2 separate regions of the Capra hircus genome follow, and region 1 is linked to region 2. A link is a contact called in public Hi-C data. All regions are on one chromosome and are shown on one strand. The core of a region is the stretch at or near the end of the contact, and the rest is flanking DNA. Distances in the headings are between cores, read along the strand shown.

What was found. A called contact is a pair of places that touch in the nucleus more often than the background predicts.
Region 1: a contact with region 2 is called in a Hi-C map of blood, with 4 times the contacts expected there. The contact joins two enhancer-like sites. A contact is called at or near these places in 4 of 5 Hi-C or Micro-C datasets (blood and liver).

Annotation. Positions count from the first base shown.
Region 1 is chr18:50,371,768-50,375,685 of ARS1.2, reverse strand. No RefSeq gene overlaps it. Among named protein-coding and RNA genes, the nearest start is that of TRNAC-GCA, 5.8 kb to the right of the region's middle. Within about 2 kb of position 1,380, at least 1 of the 5 cell types and tissues checked has an H3K27ac peak or open chromatin away from gene starts, as enhancers often do.
Region 2 is chr18:50,238,001-50,241,885 of ARS1.2, reverse strand. No RefSeq gene overlaps it. Among named protein-coding and RNA genes, the nearest start is that of LEUTX, 22 kb to the right of the region's middle. Within about 2 kb of position 2,580, at least 1 of the 5 cell types and tissues checked has an H3K27ac peak or open chromatin away from gene starts, as enhancers often do.

The sequences.
Region 1 (3,918 bases), core at 131-2,630, 140 kb before region 2:
ATGTTGTGGGGAAATTGGCACGCTCATATTGCTGTTGGGAATGAAAAATAGTACAAACCTTAAAGAGTCCCCCTACATGCAGGAGACCTGGGTTGGATCCCTGGGTCAGCAAGATCCCTTGGAGGAGGGCATGGCAACCCACTCCAGTATTCTTGCCTGGAGGATCCCATGGACAGAGGAGCCTGATGGGCTACAGTTCATGGGGTCACAAAGAGCCAGAAAGAACTTAATGACTTTCACTCATATAGAGGAGGATCTGGTAATCTCCAGCAAAGTCACATACATGTAGCTTTTTACATATCACTCTCACTTCTAAAGAACTTATATATTCCCTTTGATCCAGAAATTCTCATTCTGCTCTCATTTCTAGGGTTCTATCACAAGGATACAGTGACAAAAATACAAAATAATGAAAGTACAAGGGTGTTAATGGTAGTATTTTTTGTAACAGAAAAATACTTGAAACCAAAATATCCATCAATAGTGGAATGATTGAATAAACTTAAGGTATATTTACACAGTAGAGTACTATGCAACTCTAAAAAAGAAATGAGATCTTTACATGTTGTTATGGTATGACCGCCATGATAAAGTGTTACACAAAATAGTAAAGTGTAGGATGGTGTATGCAACATGCTACCTTTCGTGTAAGAAAGAAGGGAAATGCAAATACACACATACATACGTTTGTGTATTTTCAAAGAGAAACACTGGAAATGAATAAAAATCCCATAAATATAGTTATTTACAGGTGAAAATAAGAACTCTTTTTTTCCAGCAGTTCTTTTTCTTTTAATTTTTGGCTGTCCTGGGCCTTCGTTGCTGTGCAGGCGTTTCTCTAGTTGTGGCTAGCGGGGGCTGTTCTCAAGTTGCGGAGGGCAGGTTTCTCATTGGGGTGGCTTCTCTTGTTGCAGAGCACACGCTCTAGGGTGCGCAGACTTGAGTAGCTGCAGTGTGGGCTCAGTAGCTGTGGTTCTCCAAGCTCAACAGTTGCTGGCTCAGGGGCTTAGCTGTCCTGTGGCGTGTGGGATCTTCCCGAATCAGGGATGGAACCCGTGTCTCTTGCATTGGCAGCCGGATTCTTGACCACCCGGGAGGCCTGGAGAAGAAATGCGATAGCGGGCACAGAGACTGCAGCTAGACCTCTGGGAATATACCTCATTATAAAACCTGGGCTTTGGAATCGTGCAAATGTTTTATACATTTCTCTCTCTCTTTTTTTTTTTCCCAACGAGATCAAAGGGCCGCGACCGATCCCTGTGCCCCCGCGCCAGGGGTGGCAGAGGACCCGCGGCGCGGGTGCTTATAGCCTCACGTTTCGTCGGCCCTCGGCTCTGCCCGCAGCTTCTCCCCTTTCCGCGTCCCAGCGCCTGGGCGTGGCCCCGGCCGGGAGGGGAGGGGGCGAGGCGCTGAGGCCCAGAGGTCCCGCGAGGGCCGCCCCCTTCCCCTCGCCCCTCCTCCGGCGGGGTCGCGCCGCTGGACCCGAGGCCCCGGCTTAGGCTGGACGGACGCCTCCTTAGACCCACGGGCGCGGGCGAGTCCGGGGACGTGCGCGCGAGCCCTGCCATCGCTCCTGTCGCGCGGACCAGGGCAGCCGCCGAGGGTGGGCTGAGGACGCCGCTGGGTAGGGGTAGGGGGGCGCCCGTCGGGAGAGGTAGAAACGAACAGCCTCCAGAGTCCCGCCGCCTAGCGCAGCTACAAACCCTTGTGGGGAGGGCTGGCTTTCGGTAGATAGGTAAACTAGTAGGAATCAAAGCTCTTTGAGAAATGACTGATTTCTGGGTTTGGTGAGGAAGTGTACAGCGATGAGCCTGACTGTACTGTCAGCCATACTGTACTGGCATACTGTACAGTATGGCAAGAGGATGACATCTCGTCATACTATAAATCAAGGAGGCTCCTACTAGTCAAAGGTGGAAATTGAAAGAGCAAATATGTTTAAAACCTATATATTCGTAATAGTATTAAACACAGACACACACACCCAATGTTTGTTTGCCTTCAGAAAGAGCTAAGTCTGAAAACTGAAGCATTTGAGTTGTTTTTTCTGTATTACCTGCAACTCAGGGCAACCAAGGAATTAATGAGGGATGTTTCTCTGCATAGTAGTGTATGTGTATATTAGTGTACAGATGTTTCTGTATATAGTATCTAGTAAATGAAGAAAGAATGATAAATTAGCAACCCCCATTTTGCAAAGTCCCTAATGAAATAATAAATCTAGGAAGGTTGCCAGATTCGGCCTATAAATTTCATGGGAACTACTTATAAAATTATAAGTAGTAAAGTTATATTGAACATGTATGTGTGTTAGTTGCTCAGTCATGTCCAACTCTTTTTGATCCCATGGACTCTATCCCTCCAGGCTCCTCTGTCTATGGATTTCTCCAGGCAAGAATACTGGAGAGGGTAGCCATTCTCTTCTCGGAGGGATCTTCCCATCCCAGGGATCGAACCTGGGTCTCCTGCCACCAGGGAAGCCCTATATTGAACATATTTATCCTGAAAATTAATTTTGTTTATCTGAAGTTCAAGTTTAACTGAATGTCCTGTATTTTACCTGGCAGCCCTAGATCTAGATAATGGTCAACAGTGGATGTTAACATAACTGAGACAGATGCAGAAGTATCATTTAATAAAATTAAACATTCATTTATGTGTAAAAAAAACTAAAAAATAGAAGGAAATTGTTTAATAGAATAATGTGTACTCACAGAAATACTATGCAAGCATTATATTTAGTAGCCAAATGTTGAAAGCTTTTGCTTTCTGATCAGGAGGAAGACTAGAATGCCCTCATCATGACTTTTATTCTACTATGTATTAGAGAGGCTAAAGAAAAGATATAAAGATGAGAAAGAGAGTAATTAAACTCATTCATAAGCCCATGTGGCTCAGTGTGTAAAGAATTTGCTTGCAATGTAGGAGATGTAGGAGTCGCAGGTTTGGTGCCCAGGTCAGGGAGATCCCCTGGAGGAGGGCCTGGCAACCCACTCCAGTATTGTTGCCTGGAGAACCCCAGGGACAGAGGAGCCTGGCGGGCTACAGTCCATAGGGTTGTAGAGTCAAAAATGACTGAGGCAACTGAGTGCATTCATAAGCAATAGGATTGGGTACATAAGAAATTTTTTAAAACCCTACCAATAAATTATTAGAATAATAAATGGTAACTTCTGGTTCCAGACAAGTTGGCAGAGGTTAATTTCTCCCTACCTCTCTCTGATATGGCCAACAAAAATTCTAGAAATAATACAACAGACATTTGTAAGAAGTCTGTGAAAGGTATAAAGTAGAAGCCTAAGTGACTTGGGACCTTAGGACTTGAGGAACAACACAGTGAACCAGCATTTCTCAACTGACCCAATGGCAGGAGGTGGCCCACACCCACTGGCTCTCTAGCCTTCATTCAGCGGTAGAAGACACTCAAGTAGGTGCTTTTCTCTCCCATGGGCGTTATCAGCAGTGATCAAGCAGAAGCCCCGCTGCCACTGGGCAGTCCAGGAAGAAAGTGCTCTCCACCCCTTCATGCCAGTATCTCCTACCCATAATCTAGCAGCATCATGCAGGCACTGGGAAATTCTTTCAATTTCCACTGTTGGTGCCAAAACAAATTGGATGCAAGTGCAACCATAACTAGGGAAAGTAAAAAGACCAGAATAACACTACAAGTCTTCTGAAAATTAAATTGTCACTGGAACCACAGCACACAAAACTAGGCCAGGACCTGCATGCTAAACCTAGACATGGCAACTGCCTGCTAAAATGGAAGAGTTAAATAAGATCCAGAGTTTTTTTTTTTAATCATAATATCTAAAATGTTCAGGATATAATAAAATAATCACACATCATAACAAGAACCAGGAAGGTCACACCTTGAATGGGAAGACAATCAACAGATGCTCACACTGAGCTGAATTA
Region 2 (3,885 bases), core at 1,331-3,830:
TTAATTCATTTAATCTTCATGACTCCACAAGGCAGATATTAACTATTATTATTCCTGTTTCACAGATGTGAGGAGACTGAATCCCAGAGAAGGGAATCATCTGCCAAGGTTGTCCCACTAGAATTTTTTTCCTGGACTTGCTTTATACACAAGTATCCACCCAGCAGTGCAATTCAAAGTAAACTGCAAACATTTTGACTTATTTTCTGATTTAGAGTTATGAACATTTTTGCTTTCCCATAAATATTGTCCTTGCGCTATCAAGAGCATAACAGATGAACATCTGCTAGAATGCTCAACTCCTGTCCATGGATTTGCTTCCGAGCTCAGCTTTATTCCTGTCGCCATGTGTCAATGGAAGGGTTTCCAGACAACAACTGGATTCAAATTCCTTCTTCAAATGGTTTTAAAATATTTGGGCTTAAAGAATATGAGATTGTAGTGGTCCATCACATTATTGGAAACAACAGCCAGGCAAGGATGATTGCATTGTGATTGCTGTTCAACACAGAGCAACTGTAGGATGTCCTCAGTTATAGGATAAATACAATTTCTAGAGGCTGAAAACAGAGCAGCTCAGAATTGATGAAATCATGTAGCTACTACATGACTCAGCCCTCAATTCTGTGGCTGGCAATCGTCAGGATCATGGTTTTCAGATGAGGAAATGTCTCTGAGGACCCCCTCTCTCTGAGCCTCAGTCCTTCCCTCTGCTCTTGTCTCTGCTCCATTTCTACATTTCCGTGTCTCTGCCTCAATCACTTTTCCAGTGTCTCTCACCCTCTCTCCCCACAGCTCTCCCTTTTTTGCCATCTGCAGTCAAGGTAGTTGAGGATTCAGACACCCTCAGCTGTCCTCTCTCAAACTTTTTAAAAAAAGATGAATTTGTGCTCCAGCTTTCTGTTCCTACTGCTGGAAGAACAGTCAAGGGAGGAGATGACTGAATTTCAGACTTCTGCCTTAACTTTGCAGCATTTCTGCATCTCTCAAGATGATCGAAGTGTTACTCCATCTTCAGCACGTGAATGTGCTGGAATGCACTGACGAAGTTTCTAACACTGAGGTATTTCTGTATTTCTGAAAGCAACCCTATCAGTTATTTTGAGTACTTGTCAAAACATTGCTGAGCTCAATTTGTTAGTATTTTATCTGGAAATTTTCCTTCCATTTATGGGGGACATTGACCTGGATTTTATTCTATTTTGTTTTTCTAGATTTGTTAAGAGACTTATGCTAACAATTAAAATGATTTGAGTAATGTCCATATTCTCTGGACCACTTTCTATAACCTAGGAATTCTTTCTTTGAATGCACAATGAGTTGGTTAATAAATCTAATGTCTAATGCCTTTAGACCTAATTAAAATCTAAAGTCTAATGCCTTTCTTAGAGTATAGATCTTTTTACTTCCTTTATAACTTATTCACTTATTGGTCAATTCAGATTTTTTACTCTTTTGCATGTCAGTTATTATCATTAATACTTCCAAAGAGAAACTCCATTTTAACTTAAATTTTATTCTTTTGGCCTAAAATATCCTTTGCCTGGCTAATGCCTCTCAGGATCTAGCCCTCATCCTGATTGGACAGCAAGGGTAAGGGGTGAGTGAGTTCTCAGCTCTGAGCAACAATGCTGGAAACAGGCAGGGAACTTGGATAGAGCATCCCCACTGGAAAGCAGCTGGTTGAGTTTCAGCCTGTGTCCACTTGTGTTTATCCACCGGTTTGTGAACCTGAGCAACAGCCATGCCGGTACAGAGGGCGGAGGAGAGCTACCCACCCACAGATGGAAGAGAGGACCACACCCTCACTGAGCAGGACTTTTCATATTATATACAAATGGCGCCACCTGGAGCTCAATGTTGGTAGTGACCTCGGGGCTGGGCGACATAGTGATCGCTCACTGTCCCAAACGTTCAGGTACTGGGTCTCTACAGGTACCTTTCCGGGTCCAATCACCCACTCATAGTCCCACCATCCCCACACCTGCTGAGCCAAAGGATGACAGCCAGATCACCAACTTGTGGTGGTTTTGCTTTGCTTCTCCCTGATAATTTGTGACGTTGGACGTCTTTTCACATGCCTGCGGGCCATCTGTATGTCCTCTTTGGTGAAGTGTCTGTTTCCGGCCTTCTGCTCTTTCTGATGGGGTTCTTTTTTCAATTAAGCTGTGGGAGTTGTTTCTATATTTTGAATGTTAACTCCTTATCCAGTACATCATTTGTAAATATTTTCTCCCAATCCAAGATGTCTTTTCCTTTTGTTTCGTTTCCTTTGCTGTGCAAAAGCTTTGAAGTTTAATTAGGTCCCATTTGTTTATTTTTGTTTTTGTTTCTATTTCTCTAGGAGACAGATCAAAAAAAAATATTACTGTGATGTATCCCAGACAGTATTCTGCCTATGTGGCCACATTCCCCAATCCTAACTGAGTGAACACCCTGGCTTACTGACCTCATGCCACAACTTGACTGAATCTAGGGCAGCCAAGTGCTGAGAAAAGACTTGCTCTAACAGATGTAGAGGCAACCCGAGGGCCTGCGGGTAGTCCAGGTGGGGCAGCAGTGAGCACTGCTGGTGCTCCAACAGCACCACGGATGCAGCCCAGGCCTCCAGCGCAGCACAGCCCCCGGGACCCCAGCAACCACCATGCCATGAGCCCCACTCCCAGCTGGCAAATGCCCGGGCTCTACCCACTCCACACCAGAACCCTGCATTAGAGCTGGGACAACCACAACCATTACATACTGGTAAAAGTTAAAGATCAAGAGGATTCCCAAGGCAACATGAGAAACACACATACAAGAGAATCCCCATAGTGCTATCAGCTTTCTCTGCAGGAACCTTGCAGGCCAGAAAGAGAAATGGTAGTGCTGAAAGAGAAGAACCTACAACCTAGGATACTTCCGCCAGCAAGATCATCACTTAGAACAGAAAGAGACAGAAAGAATTTTTAAGACAAGCAAAAACTAAAAGAATCCAGCAATACTAAACCCATTCTAAAAAAAATGTTGAAGGTTCTTCTCTAAATGGAGAGAAATAAGCATCAACAGGAAAGAAAAAAATTCCAAGAAAGGCAAATATATAGTAAGGATTGAAGATCACTTAAGCCAGTGTGTAGACTGAAAAAAAACAAAACAAATTGTAAAAGCAACTGTAACTACAATAAATAGCAAAAGGATAAGCATGAAGATATACAATATGACATAAAAACAAAATGTGAGGGAGAGGAGAAAAAATTTAGACCTTTTAGAATATGTTTGAAATTTAATAGTTATCTGTTTAAAGCAGGTAGGTTATAACCATGAGGTTTCCCTGGTGGCTCAGACAGTAAAGAATCCACCTGCCAATGCAGGAGACCAGAATTCAATCCCTGGGTTGGGAAGATCCCCTGGAGAAAGGCATGCAACCTGCTCCAGTATTCTTGCCTGGAGAATTCCCATGGACAGAGAAGCCTGGTGGGCTACAGTTCATGGGGTTGCAAAGTCAGAGATATGACTAGGTGACTAACACACAGAGGTACAATTATGGGTCAACATATATGAACTCCATGGGAACTACAAATCAAAAACCTACAACAGATAGACAAAAAACAAAAAGGAATTCAAGCATACTACAGAAGACAATCATCAAACCACAATGGGAAAAACAAAAAGAAGAAATGAACAAAGAAGAACTACAGAAACAACTGGCAATCAAGGAATGAAATGGAAATAAGCACATACTGATGAATAATTTAAATGTCAATAGGCTGCTGCTGCTGCTAAGTCACTTCAGTCGTGTCTGACGCTGTGCGACCCCATAGACAGCAGCCCACCAGGCTCCGCCGTCCCTGGGATTCTCCAGGCAAGAACACTGGAGTGGGTTGCCATTTCCTTCTCCAATGCATC